Regions from separate parts of the Cricetulus griseus genome. Here region 2 is linked to region 1. Evidence: chromatin contacts called from public Hi-C data. All regions are on one chromosome and are shown on one strand. Each heading gives the region's core, a stretch centred on a gene start, on an enhancer-like site or on the middle of the called end of the contact. The rest is flanking DNA. Distances are from core to core; before and after follow the strand shown.

Evidence for each region. A called contact is a pair of places that touch in the nucleus more often than the background predicts.
Region 2: a Hi-C map of the CHO-K1 cell line shows a contact between it and region 1, with 2.0 times the contacts expected there. The contact joins the promoter of Atp10a here to the enhancer-like site in region 1. A contact is called at or near these places in 2 of 8 Hi-C or Micro-C datasets (both in the CHO-K1 cell line).

What each region holds. Positions count from the first base shown.
Region 1 is chr3:139,101,002-139,105,839 of CriGri-PICRH-1.0, reverse strand. The region is part of intron 3 of Atp10a (probable phospholipid-transporting ATPase VA); the gene reads left to right. Among named protein-coding and RNA genes, the nearest start is that of Atp10a, 89 kb to the left of the region's middle. Within about 2 kb of position 2,484, at least 2 of the 6 cell types and tissues checked have open chromatin away from gene starts, as enhancers often do. A contact at or near this core is called in the CHO-K1 cell line, where this site is marked.
Region 2 is chr3:139,189,618-139,194,455 of CriGri-PICRH-1.0, reverse strand. Atp10a (probable phospholipid-transporting ATPase VA) reads left to right here and starts at 2,140. Exons shown (of 22, transcript XM_027404730.1): 1 at 2,140-2,202; 2 at 4,152-4,711. The coding sequence starts at 2,155.

The DNA.
Region 1 (4,838 bases), core at 1,235-3,734:
CGTTACATATGCCGTCTGCTTCTTGTCTGTGCTACTTCTTTGTACATATATATTTGCTGTCTCTGGCCTGGCCTGCACTTTGAATACTCAGAGCCTGGCCTGGCTCCTCAGCTGCCTTCTCAAGATTGCTGCATCATGCTGTGCAGTCTCAGTCTCTGCAGACTGCCCATGCTTTGCAGCAGCTGCTGCCAGAATGTCATACCCAAATAATAGCTCTGACCTTGCAACTCTGGCTCAGGAGCTTCCACGGAAAGAGCTCTCTGGTGAAATAGAGGAACAACTCTCTAGAGCAGAACAGGTGGAAGGTGATTTGATTACTATGCACAAATCTGATTGCAGTACGCTGCAGAGCAGAACAGCCTGTCTAAGGGAGCCGTGCATGCCAAGAGTCCAGGAAGAGCCAAGTGTCTAGATGTATCCATATCTTTACACACAAGCACAACGCATATGGGGCTCATTTAGGGGGCCACTGATTTGAGAAGGAGTTTCCATTAATTTAGAATATTGACAAGACCCTCACTAGATTATTGCTAAAATATTTTCTATGGTCAGTGCACTGTGACTTTGGGTTGAAGGGGATTGGATGGTTGAGGTGCCCCATCTGCCTGTTCACAGCACCCTGCTTACTAGGGAAAGGTAGATGTCAGTTGGGCAGACCAGGATGGGAAGTCGCTGCCCCTCAGACAAGACCCATAGAGCACATGGACCCCACAGTAAGCAATGTTATGCATTGGGGTCCTTGGGCTATATGGTGATCTGTCACCAGAAGAGGTGTGGCCATGGTGTGGTGTTTTACTTTTCACCTTTCGTCTCTAGCTAGCCTGAGGAGTGGACAGAGCAGAGGAAGGGGGTGGCAAGTAGAAGCATCTGGAAGCAGGCCAGAGTATCCACATGTAGCTCCAAGAGGCTTCTTCACTCTCTCAGACTCATGGAGTACTTTGGAGTGTCAGGCCCTGTAATTGAAACTAGAAAAACAGAAACCAAAGGCCAACCCCCCCCCCCCTTTTTTTTTCTTGAGGCAAGAAACCTGAGTTGTTAGGCAGAACTGATTCAGACCAAAGCCTGCTTATGTTGTTGAGACCAGAACAGCAGGAAACAAAAGGTCTTGGGCTTCTGGCCTACCTTACACCACAGGGCTTCCTTCTGGGCAGAGCAAATGTCTGTTCCTTCAGTGCTTAGCACAGGACACTCAACCACCCTTTAAAGAGCTGTCAGAAGAAAACCCTTGTTCTCAGGACCCGGGAGCTGGGCTGATGGTGCTGCTACAACCCCTGCCTTTATGATGGGCATGTAAAGCCACATCTTCTGTGGCCTCTGTCTGTCTGTCTTTCTGCCCCTTCCTGTTGGCTCACTGAAAGAGGCATTGGCAGAGCTTAAGGAGGAGCCTGGTTGAATGGCACTTGAAGACAGGCAGGTAGTTAGCTGGCAGAGTAAGCTGTGGGATCTGTCTGTCTGCACTGGCTATGTTCTCATCCAGAGAAGTTATGTGATCCCCCTGGGCTGCTTTAATACCTGCAAAACGGGAGGTGTCATGTTTTGCCACCTACCCTTCACAGTGTATCTGTGGGTATTGAGCACTCCTGTCATGGAAATACTATTTTCTTTTCTTTCTTTTTTTTCTTTGGTTTTTCGAGACAGGGTTTCTCTGTGGCTTTGGAGGCTGTCCTGGAATTAGCTCTTGTAGACCAGGGTGGTCTCGAACTCACAGAGATCCGCCTGCTTCTGCCTCCCGAGTGCTGGGATTAAAGGCGTGCGCCACCAACTCCCAGTGGAAAGACTATTTTCTAAAGGAGCTGCCCACTGATTGCTTCAAGGAGAGTCAGTCTGAACTTACAGGTGAAGTGGCAGAGAGAAGAAAAGAAAAATCTACCCTGTCGGTGGACATCATTGTCTGTGTGGGGCAGGTTGTGGTGCTTGTGACAAAGGGGCTCAGTGCAAGAAGCAAAAGCTGAGTTCCCAAAGCCTAGGTATTGGGTAAGGCCTGGCCAGGGCTGTGGATCCTTCTCACTAGGACTTTGGAGCATGAGATAGTTGAATCACACTGGACCTCCGGTGTGTAGGAATCCAAGAGTGGTTTGGCTCCCGTGTATAGGGCAGAACAGGCTCTTTGCAGTGAACGTCTTGTTGACAGAGGCGGGTTCCATCTGAACATAAAGGTGCATGCTGGTTGCCCTGTTTACTAGACACTAGTGAAATACCAACCTTCTGTCCTTGCCTTCCTGCTCTTTCCATAATTCACTGAGACACTTTTGTTTAAAAAAAAAAAGTACCCACCGAAATCAGCTTTTACAAAATCATGCTTTTTGCAAAGCTTTGTCTAAATAAGTTTTGAAAGCTGTCTTTCTATGTAAGTGTCTTTAGGAGTCATTTATTCGCGTTGCTTACTAATGGATTCATGTAGGAAGAACTCATTGCTGTCAGACTGTGCTCCGCAAAGTAGAAGGAGCCTCTTTGCTGGGGTGAATCATCTTACAGTTGATGGTGCATGATTCATTTTTGCTGTGTTGCTGTGTTGCTGTGTCCTGGTCACTAGCCTAGAGCCAACATTCCATCCGGTTTCCTTAGAGAGCAACAGGGGTTGACTTGGTCATCCACTCAAGTGCACTCATGCACTTAGCCCTCGCATGCATGTCCTTGGTGTCCAGTGGTGTTTTTCTTGGAGACACTATAAGAAGCTAAAGGGGAGGAGCAGTTCTGAAACTGTAGCCGAGGGCTAACATAGGAGGACCATTGTGCCACAGATGACCTTAGAGGGGCACCGTGATCCCAGTTGCCCTCCCTCCATGATCCTGAATGGAGCTCGATAGTGCACTGACTAGGAGGAATGGAGCTAGGCAGCAAGCCGAGTGGGTGGGGCTGAAGCCCGGCTACAGCATGGCTCTGAGATTGCGGCCAAGTCAGTTCTCCTCACCCAGATCCAGGACTTTTGGCATGATTGGACAAGGACGCTTGAGTCCCCTCCTACCCTCCTCTACTATGCAGTCCATTTTACAAAAAAATGCCAAGACCTTGTAATGGATGGTATGTGGTAGGAAGAAACAGGATGAGTGTGCGGCTGTGCCCCACATGCCACAACCTTCCAACCTTTGTGATCATTGTGTGCTTACCACCTGGCTCTAATTTTGCCCTTAGCAGCCTGGCAGATGGGAGCTTGTGCCTGGCTCTATTTCACAAATGCAAGACAATACACAAGAATATAAAGCCCATTTGTGAGAGAGACAGCCGAAACTTGCTCCTTTCCTCATAGCACATTCCCATGTACAGCTTCCTCGGGAAAGGAGAGACTCGGACTCCAGAAGGTGAAGGTTTCAGTTGAACCCAGGCCTCATTGTGACAATATAACGAATGTATCCTATCCTTCTATAGAAAGGTGCTAGAATTCTCTTCGATGGAGGATGACCATCATTTCTTTTCCCATTCCGGGGATAAAATACTCTGGCAAAAGGAACTTAAGGGAGAAAATTAATAGGTCACAGTTCCAAGTTAATCCATCCTGATAGGGAGGTCAGATTAGGTCTCAAGTGAGACGAAATCAATGCCTGCATGCTCGTGTCAGTTCATTTTCTCCATTTCCTTTATCACACTGGATCTACTGCCTAGGGAATGGTGCCATTCACAGTGGGCAGGTCTTTTAACCTCAGGTAATCAAGGTGATCTCACACAGACATGGTCAGAGCCCCATATACCCTAACACAGCTACCTTGGTGGAGCTCTTGGTTCTACTGAATGTAGTAAGTGGCTGTGACAGGATGAGTGAGCTCTTTTTTTAGAAGATAGAGCCTGAGTGCTGTCAAGTGCTATCAAGCAACACCAAGAGCCCTGGTGGCATTAAGCTCTTACACTCAAGGTAGGGGTTGGATTTTTGCCTGTTTGGATACCTTATTAGATCCTCTCTCAGTGAAGGAAGGCTCAGGTACCTCTCCTTCCAGAACTTCCCCTGGGTCCCAGTAAGCCCCACTCACCCATATTCTGTTTATATATGCTCTATGTGGACTGGGCCTTCCACAAGAACCTTGTCTTCCCTGTAACTCTTACTCCAGGCCCTTCCCATAGATGGACTTCAGCCACCTATACTGCATGCTCAGCTTCAGGGCCAGGGAAGATGAATCAGTTTGCTACCAGTCACAGGACTAGCACTTGAGAGGCCTGAGGTTCCAGTTGGGTTTCTCTGGTTGGTTTGCCCTTTGCCCTCCCAGGTAAGCAATAATTTCAAGACTTTTCTGTCATGTACCCCAATCTGTGAACAGTGCTTGAATGTGTATTAGATTGCAATGAATGTGTTTTACCCCTTATAAATTTGACTATGCATGTTAGGTCCTCGCATGTGGGAGACAAGCTCTGTACCACTGACTTGCATGCCCAACCTCCTTACTGTTTATAGGTCAAATAGTAGTATACTACACAGGTTGAGAATCCCCAGTCAAAAAACCCAAATTCTCCAGAATCCAAAACTTTTTGGTGGCATTACTGACACCATGAGTAGAAAATCACATTTCATGAAAATTTTGTGTCATGAACAGAATTATTTTTAAAACTTTTGTAAAAGTACATTTAGGCTATACATTATATATGAAATGTAGTGAACTTTGTGTTTAGACTTTGGTCCCCCCTTAAGGTATCATAATGTATATGTTAATAACCCAATATAAAAAGAAACTCCAATTGAACACCACCTCTGGCCCCAAAAACCTTGTAATTTGCCATCTTTTATGTCCATTGTGAAGGTTATAAAAGAGAAAGATTTAAAGATAAGGTTTAACATAAGTGTCCCCGGCAGTCCTGCCTCTGGTTCCTGCTCCTGGGTAGCTGGGCTGACATCAGGTGGGTGCACTTCCCCT
Region 2 (4,838 bases), core at 891-3,390, 89 kb before region 1:
GTGAAGCCCTGGATGCTGACGACTCTGCCTTTCCTACTCTTTCTTGCACATGGACTGACTAACCTCCCTCCTTTCCTTTGTCCTTCCTGTTCACTCTGTTCCTGTGGCTTTGCCCTGTGGGGATGTGACTTGCAGCCCTAACCATATGGCACTGTGTCATTGTCCGCCTAGGAATAAACTGCTTTATCCTAGTCATTAGAGTCATTTCCCCTAGAGTGCTCAGACCTGTGTAACAATTTATATCTTCCCCTGTGATGGCTAAAGAAACTTAACAGGGTACCAGACATCCCTTAAGGGCCATTGAACCTTGCCCTGAAATGCCTGTGGAGATCCTGGTGGCTTGCAGGTGAGAAAAGAAAAGGATAATAGTGATCCTGTTGTGAGATATTTAACCACTTTTGCTTTTGTAAACTTCCTTATTGCTATGTGACTGGGATGAAGTGATCTTTCCTAACTGTATAACTTAAGAGAAACAACAGAGGGAGTAAAGCAATGGTCTTGCCTGGATATGGATTCCATAGATAACTGTGATGCACACCTTTGATAACCACTGTTATAAACCCTTTCTTTAGCCCCCTTCAGCACAATTCATTTGTCTCTAAGCCTGTCATCCTTCTGCTAGCAGTAAGAATGAATTCATTTAATCTAAATTTGAATCGAATCTGTCTTTGGTCTTTCCCAGTGGATCTGAATGCTGTAACAGCCACAACCTTCCACACCTTGGGTGGCAGCTCCACTTTCAGATGCTTGGCCATATGTAGTTCTTTCCTTTATACCCAAGTAATAGTAAATCCTCTTGCTCTAGTAGTTCCCTTTCCCCACCACATAACCACTGTCTGAACCACTTTCTACTCTCTGTACTGCAGAGGTATATATATATATATATATTATATATATATAATATATATATATATGTATATGTATATGTATATGTATATATGTATATATATGTGTGTGTGTATGTATATATATGTGTGTGTACACACACATACATGCATAATACACACACATATATATTGCCTCCCTTGATTCATACAATGAACAGGGAAATTTGAAAATCTGAATCCAATTACATGATTCCACAGAACTCAACACCTGCACAAGGATTCCCTTTGCATTCAATATAGAAGTCAAAATTCTCACTAGTCTTTGTATGTCTATGTAATCTCATGTTTATGCTCCCTCACTTAGCTTCAAACACACAGGTCTCCCTGCTGAACCCAGACTCCTGTGAGCACCTAAACTTGCTGCTGCCTGGCATGGCTTGTAGCCTTGGGCCTATATCCAGGGCTGTCAGAAAGCCTCCTGACTTCCATCCACAGAGGTAGTAGCTGTACACTCACTCTTGTGCTCTGTGTCCCAGCATGTCTTTGCTGGGATTATTACACTGGAATATGTAGTGCTCCTAGAGTATTCTGACTCCAGCAGAGGATGGGGGTCAGGGAAGGACAGTGGGTTTCTGAATGAATGACAGGCAGAGCCCTACCTGTTTAGAACCAGAGCTGTCCTGCTTTGGGGCCTTTGTGCAGAAGGTCTCCTCTGCCTGGGTCTTCCACAGATCTTGCCTCATCCAGGTGTAATCCCCTGTTGACTCCCTCTTTCACCTCTCCTGCACCCCTACAGGGTTCTACCTATGACTCTTGGCAGGTTCTCAGGATTTCTTGTGGGTTGCCTTCTCTTCCTACTAGAATATCAGTGGCACAAGGATGTTTGTGGACCTTGACAGTTTTTCCTTTCATTCCTGCTGCCTACAACAATGCCAGGGCACAATGCCAGTGGTGAAAAGAGGCTTTCTGAACAAGATGGTTCCAGTGTTCTGCCCAGGACCCAGCAACCTGGTGTCATTAAAAGTTTAGCCATATGGGTGGCAAGCACAGAGCTGGCCAGGTTATATCACAGCTTTGTCCCTGTCTAGGCAGGCTACAATCTAAGAATTAGTCTAGTGGGCAACATCTAAACTCAAAAAGTCCTACAAAACCTAGGATCGTGGTGTGTGTGTGTGTGTGTGTGTGTGTGTGTGTGTGTGTGTGTGTGTGTAACTTCTGAGCGATGAGATGAGCTAAGCCCAATTGGAGTTACTGAATTAGGATTGGTGAAGACCATGTGAGAGAAGATTCCAGACTGGTGGGGCAGTGTGACTCACAGAATCTTGGAATGTTAGCATGGAATGTAGACAGGAGGGACACGTCTGTTCTGAGAAGGGTAAGGAGACCTCTCACCCCGGGGTGGGCAGGGACTAGAAGGGACAGAGTTAAACCAGCTGGTGCCAGTTCCCCTAGAATTTGACTTTGAAAGCAAAGGGGGATTCCTAGGAGCTCCAGGGTAAGGACATGGGATTAAGTAAGTGATCAGGTAACTGCCTTGACAGTGAGAACTGGGGTGAAACAAGGATATTGGGAGGATATAAACCAACCTGAATGCTTTGGGGGGCAGTCCTCGAATACCTGTAAAGACAAGAGACAGCCAAGGAGTGGAGGGATCTGGCAAGTGGTGGAACTCCACGGGGTTGAAGGAAGGAGTTGAAAACAAAGTCATAGGTGTTAAGGACGGAAACCAGTCTGCTCACTCATTTCCTGCTAAGCTTTAGCTTAGGGCACTATTGGTCTACTACAAGTGTTCTTTTTGGGAAATGCAGACACTTTAGCCCAATGTTTTTCTAATCTTTTATTCACACTTGAAAATTGAACCTGGTATTGGGGGTGAGGGTGGGGATATTTGATAGATGGCAGGTTTGTTGTTGTTGTTTTGATGCCGTTGCATTATTTTCCTTATGTTGGATTCTAGTGAATAGAGTGGGTTATGGCAAGAATGAGACCCTCCTACAGCTGGGGAGGTTGTAGACCAGGGAGCACAAAGTGGGGATCATCCAAAGACAGGGATAGGAGAAGACAAATGATTTGAGTAAAGCCAGGGCAGAAAATGGTCAGCAGACCCAGGGCCATCAAATGCTGCTGAGGTAGGTAGATGACACAATGAACCCTTGCAGGGAGAGAAAGGAGGGCTAACCTGTCACGGGAAGAGGTTAAGGTTCTCAAATCTGGACACAAATTGCTTCCAAATTACTTCTTATTTAGTCTCTCAGCCTTGTGCCCCCCCTCCCCCGTCTACAAATATCCCTATTTCTCATCTCTGCATTTGCAAAGAGTGGAAGCTGTGGCCCCTCACTTCATGGCTAGGGGCCCTTCCAAAGCCAACTTCATCCTCCCAGCATTCACATATATTACTTCTCTCTCCCATCAATAGGGAAGGAGCCCTTTGCTCATGTTCCCTCTGCTGCCTGTCAGCCTCCGCACTGCCCAGTCTCTTTCTAGATCTCCTCAGAGTTGCCCTCTTAGGAATCTCAGTCCATGTCCACCAGGCAGGGAAACGACTCAAATATCTCTCTTTGAATGTACATTATAATATTCCCTTCTACGAAGAAATAAGAAAATGATTCTTATTTGGGGAATAAAGAAAACCGATGATGTTTCTAGAATAAGACAATGTCTGGTTCACCAAAAAATTACATCTGAAAGTAGGTGCAGGCAGGACAGTAGGGTAGGGATTTTTGTAAAATTTTGTAAAAGGGCAGAAATAGTGATTCATGGTGAACTTTTAGGCGCCAACGCTCTCTTCAAAATAGAATTTGAAAACTGGAAAATTGGTGTGCCTGGGACTCTGAAATTTAACTCTCAAGTCTCAGACTTGAGGGGGGGTGCCTAATCCAGCTCTCAAGACACCATTTCCTGGTCCAGAATTAAGTTAGTCCGCTCCAGGCAGAGCGCGCAAGCTAGAAGGGGATGGGGCAACCTGCCTCTCTGTCCCGAAGTTTCCCTCTCAGTCGCAGAGTGCGTTTGCAAAACCTCTGGGACTGAACTGATGCTTCAGGGAAACGAAAGTAAAGCTCTCTAAAGTTTCAGCGCGGGCTCTTTTTGTTTCCCGCTATCCGCCCAATCTGAATCTGGGCGCTGAACGAGGGCGGGGCGCAGGAGCCACCTCGGCGGAAACAGCCCCAGGCCGCCTGGGTGGCGGGAGGGGGACTGCGAGGGGCAGAGTGCCTGGCCCGCCCGCTCCCTCCCGCCCGGCGGGGACTGCAGACCTCGAAGGTTGGACGGGCCCCGCGGGCTGGGCGGGGCGCGGCACGCTGACCTCGGTGTCTGTGCGTCCCGCAGGAGGGGAGCCCGCGCCGCCGCTCCCGGGCGGCAGGCGATGATCACCTAGGAGGCTGGCGCGAGCGGCAGACGAGCCGGGCGCGGCGACACGCGGCCATGGAGCGGGAGCTCGAGGCGGCCGAGGAGTTTGCACCCCCAGGACGGCGGCGGCGTCCTCGACGAAGGCGCTGGGAAGGCAGGATGCGCACCGTGCGCTCCAGCCTGCTGCCGCCACTGGGCACCGAGGACCCAGCGGCCGGAGGCCCCAAGGGGGAGAAGCTACTGATGCGAGGCTGTACCCAGCACCTGGCCGACAACCGCCTCAAGACCACCAAGTACACGCTGCTGTCCTTCTTGCCCAAGAACCTCTTCGAGCAGTTCCACCGCCTGGCCAACGTGTACTTCGTCTTCATCGCTCTGCTCAACTTTGTGCCAGCGGTGAACGCCTTCCAGCCAGGCCTGGCACTGGCCCCTGTTCTCTTCATCTTGGCGGTCACAGCCATCAAGGACCTCTGGGAGGACTATAGCCGCCACCGCTCGGACCACGAAATCAACCACCTGGGCTGCCTTGTCTTCAGCAGGTGAGCCTTGCTGGGCCTCTTGGGGTGGAGTACCTCTGGGAAGTTGATGCTGGGCGTGAAGTGCACGGGGGCACCAGGGTGGCCCAAGGAGCAGCCTGGGCCCTGTGAAGTCATTCAACCTCAAAGG